Linked DNA regions of Oryctolagus cuniculus: region 2 is linked to region 1. Evidence: chromatin contacts called from public Hi-C data. All regions are on one chromosome and are shown on one strand. The core of a region is the stretch at or near the end of the contact, and the rest is flanking DNA. Distances in the headings are between cores, read along the strand shown.

Evidence for each region. A called contact is a pair of places that touch in the nucleus more often than the background predicts.
Region 2: a contact with region 1 is called in a Hi-C map of an unstated tissue, with 5 times the contacts expected there. The contact joins the promoter of THSD7A here to the enhancer-like site in region 1. A contact is called at or near these places in 3 of 6 Hi-C or Micro-C datasets (embryonic fibroblasts, skin fibroblasts and an unstated tissue).

What each region holds. Positions count from the first base shown.
Region 1 is chr16:33,849,161-33,853,784 of mOryCun1.1, reverse strand. No RefSeq gene overlaps it. Among named protein-coding and RNA genes, the nearest start is that of TMEM106B, 71 kb to the left of the region's middle. Within about 2 kb of position 2,689, at least 1 of the 8 cell types and tissues checked has an H3K27ac peak or open chromatin away from gene starts, as enhancers often do.
Region 2 is chr16:34,238,019-34,242,642 of mOryCun1.1, reverse strand. THSD7A (thrombospondin type 1 domain containing 7A) reads right to left here and starts at 2,594. Exons shown (of 27, transcript XM_070059784.1): 1 at 2,284-2,594. The coding sequence starts at 2,443.

The DNA of each region.
Region 1 (4,624 bases), core at 1,440-3,939:
TAGAAAGTGGGAGCCATTGAGGACCATTTGGAGTTGCCTAGTGCAGAACGCAAGCACACTATACACTATAGTAGCTTAGGGTAGAGAGAAAAGCAGGATTCTAAGGAGAACATGTAAGTTACCAGCACGATTGTATTTGCGATGGCATAGTTCTGAACTGGAGACTCAACTGTGGGTGTCCACTAGCTATACTCTCTGACTTTAGAGATGCAGGGTTTTATATATATATATATATATATATATATCATATTATATATATATTTTATATATTCTACATATATTATATATATAAGACATCACTTCTTTTTTTCTAAAGGAAGATAGTCGCCATCTTCTGAAACAAAACAAACTCTACCTATTTCAGACTGACCCTTGATACAACCAGTTTTTAGTGAAAATTAACCACAGCATTTCATCTGATTAATGAGTCCTGGGGAAGGTCGTTTCATTCCTGCACACCTCAGGTTCCCTATGTAATGAAATAGTGCATTCTAATTTTCTCTATCTTTAAAGTGAAATGTTCATTAATTCATTTTGAAGCGTCATTAATTCAGCTCTTTAATAGCTTCACAATTTTCACACAAAATACATTCTGCAAACTTATAAGTAGAAACACTATTTTGTGGTATATTTGCTCTCATAAATTTAGGCACATGTAAGCTTTTTTCTTGAATGGGTTAACTATAAACTAGACTCTTTGCCATAAATATAGTCTCTGAATGTTAGAACTAATGCAAACAAAAGAACTTGGCATTATCCTTTTGATATGCAGTACATCTCTCTCGCCTCCACCCCCTTCTCTGGTATTATCAGAAATATATTTTGATAACATGAATCAAGCTAATAACATTAGCCTATGACAGATTACCTGTCCGGATTGGCCCCATATGAAAAAATCCTGAGTAATTAATTTTAATCTTATGATAATACTCATGAGACCATAAACCATTCCCCTTAATTTAAATACAACAATTTCCAACTTTAATATATGTGCAGTAATGAGATGGCAAAAGATTTTACTGTGAAAATGTACAATTACAAATACCACAACTGTATGTATATAAAATGTATACAAATAACATACTAACTACTTCATTAATTTTTGTTGTTCCTTTTGAGCTAAAAAAAGAGAAAAAACAAGCAAGCAATATACAGTTTGAGGCAAATAATCTGACAAAAAAGAAATCATAAATACCAAAGCTAATTTAAGGTTACCATAAGATATTTACATAAAGTAGTAAGTAAAATCTACCTAAGTTACCCCTAACCTCCCAATCTCACTCTCCTGAAGTAACCAGTTTGAAGAATTTGAAATCTTTTTTAGAAATTTTCTGATTTTAAAAAACTAATATGTGCTTGTACGTATGCAAAATATAATTTTTTAAATGAAAGCATTTCTAATTATTATCCCAGAAATTTGCCATTTCACTGTTTTTGTCTAAGACAGCCATTTTATAGGGTATAATCATTTTTTATTGTCAATAGTGATTTTATTGCTAGATATATAATTTTCCTACTATTGTCATTTAAAAATCTTATTATTCATTAATTTTTATTTGTTAATGTTACAAACCATGCTACAATTAACATTGACATAGGAATTATTATTCTAATTAAGAGAAATTATTAGAAGAATAATATGTCATAGACCTTTATTAAAATTTGATTTAGTGCCATAAATGACCACAGCTCTCAAAACTTCTACTGAGAGGTCCCATTTCATAGCACTGCTGTTAAAGTGGCTATGAGGATTTATTAAATGTGGTCCTCAATGGAAAATCACAAATCTTAACTTTAATTTTTACTTGTTAATTCAATTATTGTTCAATATTAGCTAAAGTATTCATAATACATAACTTTAATTCAAATTGTTGTGGGCTCATTTGTGTCTAAACTCTTGCCTCTTACTTACAGAAGCATTCTAAGTACAGGCACAAATACAAGTCAGAAAGTGATGAAGCTTACTTAAAAGATGAGGACAACATAAACACCCATGGGCATTGTTCAGGAAAAGTGAGCCAGGAAGGGAAAGGAGAGAGAGATTTTAGTACCCTGCTTGCTCTGGGCCCATGTGAAGAAAGAGAAAGAGAGCCCCTTCCCCTTTGCCAGAGTTCCTATGAGCTTAGAAAAGGGAGTGGATACATGGTACTGCCCCCAGGTTCCAGGTAAGGGAGGTACATCTTGAAGGGGACATTTGATTGACAGGTGAGTGGGTAGGATTACATAGGGCAAGGGGAGGTGTGGCTTCCAGCTAGTGATCCTAAAAACAGCTACCTGCCTTATCCCAAATCATTATGAACAGTTGAAAATACGAAAGCTCATCTTACAAATATTTTATCTCTCTCAGCATAAAAACTGTAATAAGCTAGTTTAAGTGTGTTTTTTTCTTCTCTAACAGTTTTGTATGTAGAAAAAATAATTTACTTGTTTTTTTAAAAAAGTAATGAGTAGCAATCATTTTAATTAATTGCAATGTGGCTTTTAAAAAGAGCTTGGGGCCTAATTAGACTTCCACATGAATATTATCAGCATGAGTGTTCTATTGGAGGTTACTCAGGGATAATTCATTTTTGACTGGTTATTCGTTTTTTGTTGCAACCAGCTTGTCATTTGAATATCCCCTGGGGGTGGGTAACCTAACAACTTCCTCACCCTGCTGAGTAATCAGACTGGCAGAGCCTGTAAGCTCTGCCCACCCAGGCTGGGAAAGGTTTGCGTTGTGGTGGAAACTCAGTATTTACTCACTTGGAAGACACTGGTGGAACTGGAATATTCTCTTCATTGTGTCCTTTAACAGGGCCTGGAAGATCTGTCATCTAAGCAATGCTGACTAACATTGGTCTTCTTGGGAGATCTCTGTTCTCCCATTTCAGGAAGAAGAAAACTTAGGGGTATTCACTGGCACCCTCTTCCTTGCTAATGCAAACCTAAGGTTGGAAGCTTTCCAGAAAATCCTATGCATGAGGGCTTTATCGTGCGCTGCAGCCTGCCTTCTGTCCTCCCTAGTCTGTAGCCTTCCTTCAACCACAGGGCTCCAGAAAGATCTCACTCTGGCCCCACAGAGCCTACACAGCTGAATGACAGCCGCAACATGGGCAGGTTTGATGTTCTGGGAATAAAGAATTCCACTTCCTACAGTTATTTTTTTTCTTTTATGGGGAGAAAAAGAAACAATTTTTCCCAAAATATTTGTTTTTGACTATTGTGAGCACTTTTTCTCAGTGCAAGTGCCCACATTTTTCAGCAAGCTCTGTTGCTGCCTTGCAAGTTTTTCTCATGGATTGAACCAGCCAGTCTCGTCATGGCTTCTGGATACTGGAAAGGAAGTGGTCAGACTTTACATTGACCTCTCACGTTCAGCTGGTGACATCTAAAGTGTTGCAGGCGTGGTGCCTTATGGCATTACACGGGTCATGGCTGGCCTCCTTGAAATGGGGACATAGGTTCAAATCCAAAGAAATAATTGACTTATCACATGAAGGAGTTTGAAAATAATTCCTGTTCGCTCTTCTAGTCCTCAGAAAATGTCAGTCAGTTGAGAGACTGCATCAGTAGTGTGCACAGTCAGATGAAGTATCCTGAAGCCAACCCTTTGCAGAATCAAAGTCTTTCACAGAAATGAATTCACAGGTTTTGGTGCCTGCATTATTTGGGATTCTGTAGCGACACAGAATTGCTAGGATATGCATGTGGGTATGTGGAGAATTTATCAGGAGGTTTGGCTCATGTGATTGTGGCAGTGAGAAGTCCCTCCACGGGTGGTCTGCAGGCTGGATGGCCTGGGATGCTGGTAGCACCGCCCAGTCCAAGTGCAGGGACCTCAGGACCGGAGAAGCTGAGATGTGAGACTCAGAGGCTGAAAAGCCCGAGTGCCAGCAATGGCGCTGCCGCTGTGGTCCCAGAGCCCGAAGGCTAGCAGCTGACATCTGAGACAAGAACAGAAAGGGGCAGGCGTCGTGGCTCACTAGGCTAATCCTCCGCCTTGCGGCATCGGCACTCCGGGTTCTAGTCCCGGTTGGGGCGCCAGATTCTGTCCTGGTTGCCTGCCCCCCTTCCAGGCCAGCTCTCTGCTGTGGCCAGGGAGTGCAGTGGAGGATGGCCCAAGTGCTTGGGCCCTGCACCCCATGGGAGACCAGGAGAAGCACCTGGCTCCTGGCTCCTGCCATCGGATCAGCGCGGTGCGCCGGCCGCAGCGCGCCGGCCGCGGCGGCCATTGGAGGGTGAACCAACGGCAAAGGAAGACCTTTCTGTCTGTCTCTCTCTGTCCACTCTGCCTGTCCAAAAAAAAAAAAAAAAAAAAAACAAAACAAAAAAAAAAACACTGGAACGGATCCCAGCCCTTCTCATTTTGCCTCTCTAGATCTCCAAACCATTGATGATGCCCACACACATCAGGGCTGGGTCTTCTCACTTAGTGCACTCACACTCGTATGCTACCTAATCTCAGTTGGAAACACCCTCAGGCACACTCAAAGTTATGCTTTTCCAGTTTCTATGTATTCTTTAACCTAGTCAAATTGACATGGTAAAATGAACTATCACTGTGCCTAGAGCCATGGCTTCAGGTTATGGAATAAACAAGCAAACCTAAGAATTTCTTGCAATTAATAATCTGTTCTCCAGA
Region 2 (4,624 bases), core at 1,345-3,844, 390 kb before region 1:
TAAATAGCTATAAAAATTGAGTAGCAGGTGAGTAACATACAGAGTACCTATCCCAGATGTTTGCTTTAACTTTTGCTACACTACTTTAATGCAATGACCTCACCATTAATGTGATTCCCTATAACCTTCTGTACTAAGATTAATTCATCTCACTGGAACAAACAGCAAAGACTGTCCCACCTCCTTCCTCTCCCAATTCCCTTTCTGTCTCTTTGTTTTCATCAAGTGATAGACACTTAGGAATCTGTCACTTCTAGGTTTTCATTTAGAGTACATGACTTTCCTTTAAATATTTCTAATTTCTCTAAAAACTACTCTCAAATCCTATATAGATATAATAAACTCTGCTTTCTCCCTGGGAAAAACATCAAGATATTATTTTGTTCTCCACTTTAATTTGCCTTCCTCCCCACATCAAACCAAGGATCACCATAGAAAGAGGTACATCCCCAACATGTTAACTTAAATTTCCCCATAACTTCCAAGATGACAAGTTACTTTCTCATAACTCACTGATTTGATTTTCACAACACTCAGCACTGTGGATAGTCAGATGGTCTCATCCCATTTATATGCAGCTGAGAAAGCCAGGGGTCAGAAGTTAAGTGAACTGCCTGCGTCCACACGGCCAGCAAGAGCCAGAACTGGCACTTGATTCAAGGTCCCCCCATCCTTGCTCCTGAGAGCGCTCCACTATTTTAAGCTGTTTATTGGCTTGTGTTCCCACCACGACATTTATGTTGACATATATTGGCACCTCGGATGCTGCACAGTGAATATTGTCTAGGTTCTTTTCATTTTGAATTACTGCTTGGTTCTTGTTACTTTGTTAATACAAATTTCAGGTAGTGGAGTACTAATATGCCCAACACCTGCTTACCTCACATTCTCTTACCACCCATCCAACTAAGACTATTTAATGATAAACTAGAATTTTATTGGAGTTTGTCATTATGAAAGAGCTTTTAAAAAGTAAAATCTTGGCTTTAGCTAAATGACAGAAGATCTTCAGCTCTTCTTTTAAATTGAATATAATTTGATTTCATCTGCATCCATTAATCAATGATCTTTACATTTAAAGTGTTAGCCCGATTGATCTAGCAATCTCAAATGTGGTCTGTGTGTTTCGTGCAACCTTTCCAGGCGAAGTATGTGCTTTGGCTTTAAATACATTTCTATTTATTATCCTCAGTAGATAACCGGCGAGATGCAACTTCTTTAAAAATTCAGGAAATCCGTGCATTTGTAGGGTGGATTGATCTGTCTGTTCGGCAGGGGGGCAGAGAAGGGCTGAAGCCAGGAATGAGATCAACTCTGCTAAGTCTGCAATCCCACAATGAATACAGACTTTCTTTCCCTGTGATGTCCTCTTAGTATTGAGGCATTCCAAGGAACTCTTTAATTATTGCTTGCTGTAGGCAACAGGAATCATCTTTCCCACTGTGTCCTAGGGCCATGTTAAATTCCAGGTCTCCTGGAGACTCCTCCGTGTCCTTTAGTGGACAGAGCGAGCTAGCCAGGAGCAGAGGGGGAGGGAATTCCTCTCTCCGCATTGTTGTCCAGCCCCTCACTGCCCACTGAACTGTCAGGCACTTGGCTGGGAGCTCCCGGAGGCAGCTGGTTGCTGCTTTTGTTGGTCAGTTGAATAAATAAAGCAGAACGAATTCCTAAAGAAGGCAAAGTTTAAAAGCCAGAGACCTGCCTAACAATTAGACACGCTTAAGGTCCTGCCGTCCACTCCCGAAGAATTAAGCTTTCCACAGTCGTCCCAGCAGCCTGGCTCCAGCCCCTTTCACCTTGGATTCTGGACCCGCCCTAACTAGGCTGTTTCACGTGTCCCACTTATCACAAAGCTAAACTTAACAAATTCAACTCTCCATCCACTTATGTCAAGGCGCTGAGCGCCTCGCTTGCCGGAAGACAGAGTCAAGACCAGAGCTGTTTGTTTGCTTCTTCTATGCTGGAAACATATTTTAGTTAAATTTGTTAGCAGAATGAGAAGGCAGAGGTTACAAACACAGCACTTCATGCTGAAAGTGCAGCCTTGCCCTACGGAGCTGCGGGAGAAATAACATTGCAATGACTCACTGTTGCCTCTCCGTTGTTATGTTTTTCTTGCCGAGTAACATCGGACATGACCCAATTTGCTGCCTAGGGATCACACTTTTTGCCTTAGAACCCCCGCATCAGCGGGCCCCCAGGAAGCTCGGGGGCCCCATCCGAAGTCCAGAAGCCCCTTCAGGTGGAGCCAGACTGGAAGACCGGGGAGTGCGTCCCACTTACCAGTCTTCCAGAGGTAAAGGGTGGGCGCCTCCGCCTCGCCCTGCGCCGCAGCCCCGCAGGCGCCGGGGCGCAGCAGCAGCAGCAGCAGGAGCAGCGGCGGCGGCAGCAGCTGCAGGACGGCCCGGCCCCCGGCCGCCGCGCGCCTCGCTCGCAGCCCCATGCCGCCCGCAGCCGCTCCAGGGTCCGGATCCCAGCGCTCTCCGCAGGGGATTGTCCTGTGCGCTCTCCGAACGTCTTCCCGAGCAGGACGGACAGCCAAGCTCTCCCTTGCTATTGTTCGCTGCAGATGAAAAGAAGGGAAAAGAGCTGCTAACACCAAGGAACAATAGCGTGCGCGGTGGTCCGAGTCGCTGCCACCTCCGCCGCCGCCGCCGCTGCTGGCGGGGATGCTGCTGCCGCTGCCATGGCGCGCACAGTGGCAGGTCCCGTCCGCAGGGGGCCCCAGCTGACTGAGCAGGTCCAGGGCTGGAGGCAGCGCGCCCGCCGCCAGCTGCAGAGGGAGGAGGGCGGCGTGCGTGGAGCCGAGCTCCGGGGGGCTGCAGGCGCAGGTGGGGGGCAGAGGCGGCAGCCGGCCCCGAGAACTCCCGTGCACGTGGGGCGTTGAAATATGTTTGCCCGCAGACACCAATAAAAAGAATCATCACCCGGCAGCCTTCAGAATGACAAATAACAGGCCTTGACGTTCATCGTCACCCAAGGAGGCAAATACTAGATGGAGCAGCCCGTGATTCTTGCTGCATATTTACACAAAGCGGCGGCGTGGGTAATTTATTTCTAAGCTGCGGCTTCTGAATCACTTTAGGTGGAGAGCAGTATTTATGATCAGATGCGGAAAACAGGAGACAGTAGGGATGTTTACTCACAGGCAAAATGCACTCAACACACTTTTTCTATGTTTGTTTGTTAACTTAATCTATTCCCACCAAAAGATACCTGAGCAAGGTTGATCTTGTATGACACTTTAGAGTGTCCTTTCTTAGCCTTTAAAATCGAATTTCCGTTCAATTAGAATTCCCAATGGCATCTCACTAATCGGGTGAAATGCTACAAAAACTAGTCATAAAATGATATTTCAAGCAGGGACGTGAAAGTTCCACCCCTCATCTCCTTCTCTCTCCTGACAACATGCCACTTGCGAGTAGCCAGGCTGTTGTGAGTAAAATTAAAGGGAAACCAAGTCAAAGGGCTGTCTCTGATTTAGTAAATTCTTTGCTTAACACATCCCGGACAGTACTCTGTCCTCCCAACCAGCACTGTGGAAAAATACCCTTCGTAGTCTAAAGACCCACATGGATTTATGTCTTTTGTTCTTTGTGTTTTCACTTTCTTATCCCAGTAGAAGTAGTATGTGTGTGTGATGTCAGATCACGCTTTATCCTTTCTCTTTTTCTCCCTTTCCTCCAATAATAATTTATTAATAATTCATTTCCTAGCAAACTTAAAATAATATCAAGGCAATATGCCAATTAGAAAACCAGCCAACAGCCAAAGAAAACTATTTCCATCCGGTCAGCAGTTTTTCAGCCAAACAAAATAAAACTCTAAAAAGCAGGAAAACTACCCATTATGAATTTACTCCAACAACACAGAGCAGCCTTGGAGTTGGAAATGAGGAAGCTACTGTTTCTGAAAGAGGAAACCCTCTCTAAGGCTCCCTGGGGGTGCTTGTCATCTGCTGAGCCTTCCAGACACAGCCCTTCTGCCTGCCTTAGATTAAAAGCAGGTTTGATCAAATAATTCGCAGGTCCTGCCTGTTTAAGTATTCTGACATCAGAGGAAATTAGCTATGTTGAAGGTTGCAAATTTGCTCTTTGTTTACTATCCACTCTGTTAGGCGTCTAAGAGGGAATTAATCGCCCAGAGAACCCAGCTCTGTGAGTCTGTGATTAGGAGAGATAAACTAGTGTGGATTACTATTTCTTCACTGGTGAAAAACAGGCAACAATCAAAAGATTATAGGCTGATAGGGGATACAAAGGAAGCTTGATCCGAACTAATGTGGGACTCCCTGAAGGAGCTCTTTCAACAGCTACAGCACGGAAGAAAAAGGGGACTGCGCCTGCCTCCCTGGTTCTCCCTCTCAGGGAGAACTCAGCAAGACCACCCCACAAGGAGGCGCGTTCCTAGCCTGTCTGTTTATGTTTCTAAGCCTTTGTTAGTGCTCTAAACCCTGAAATCTCTCACTCTGGCACTTCAAAGTGGAAGTACTCTGCTAATAGCAGTCCGGAATAAGCATTCTTGGGAGGACCCAAATCAATTCACCACGCAGAAATTCATGATATAACAGAAGACAGAGAATCTGAGGAGTCAATATAGTACAATTAAATATACAGGGCAGTTA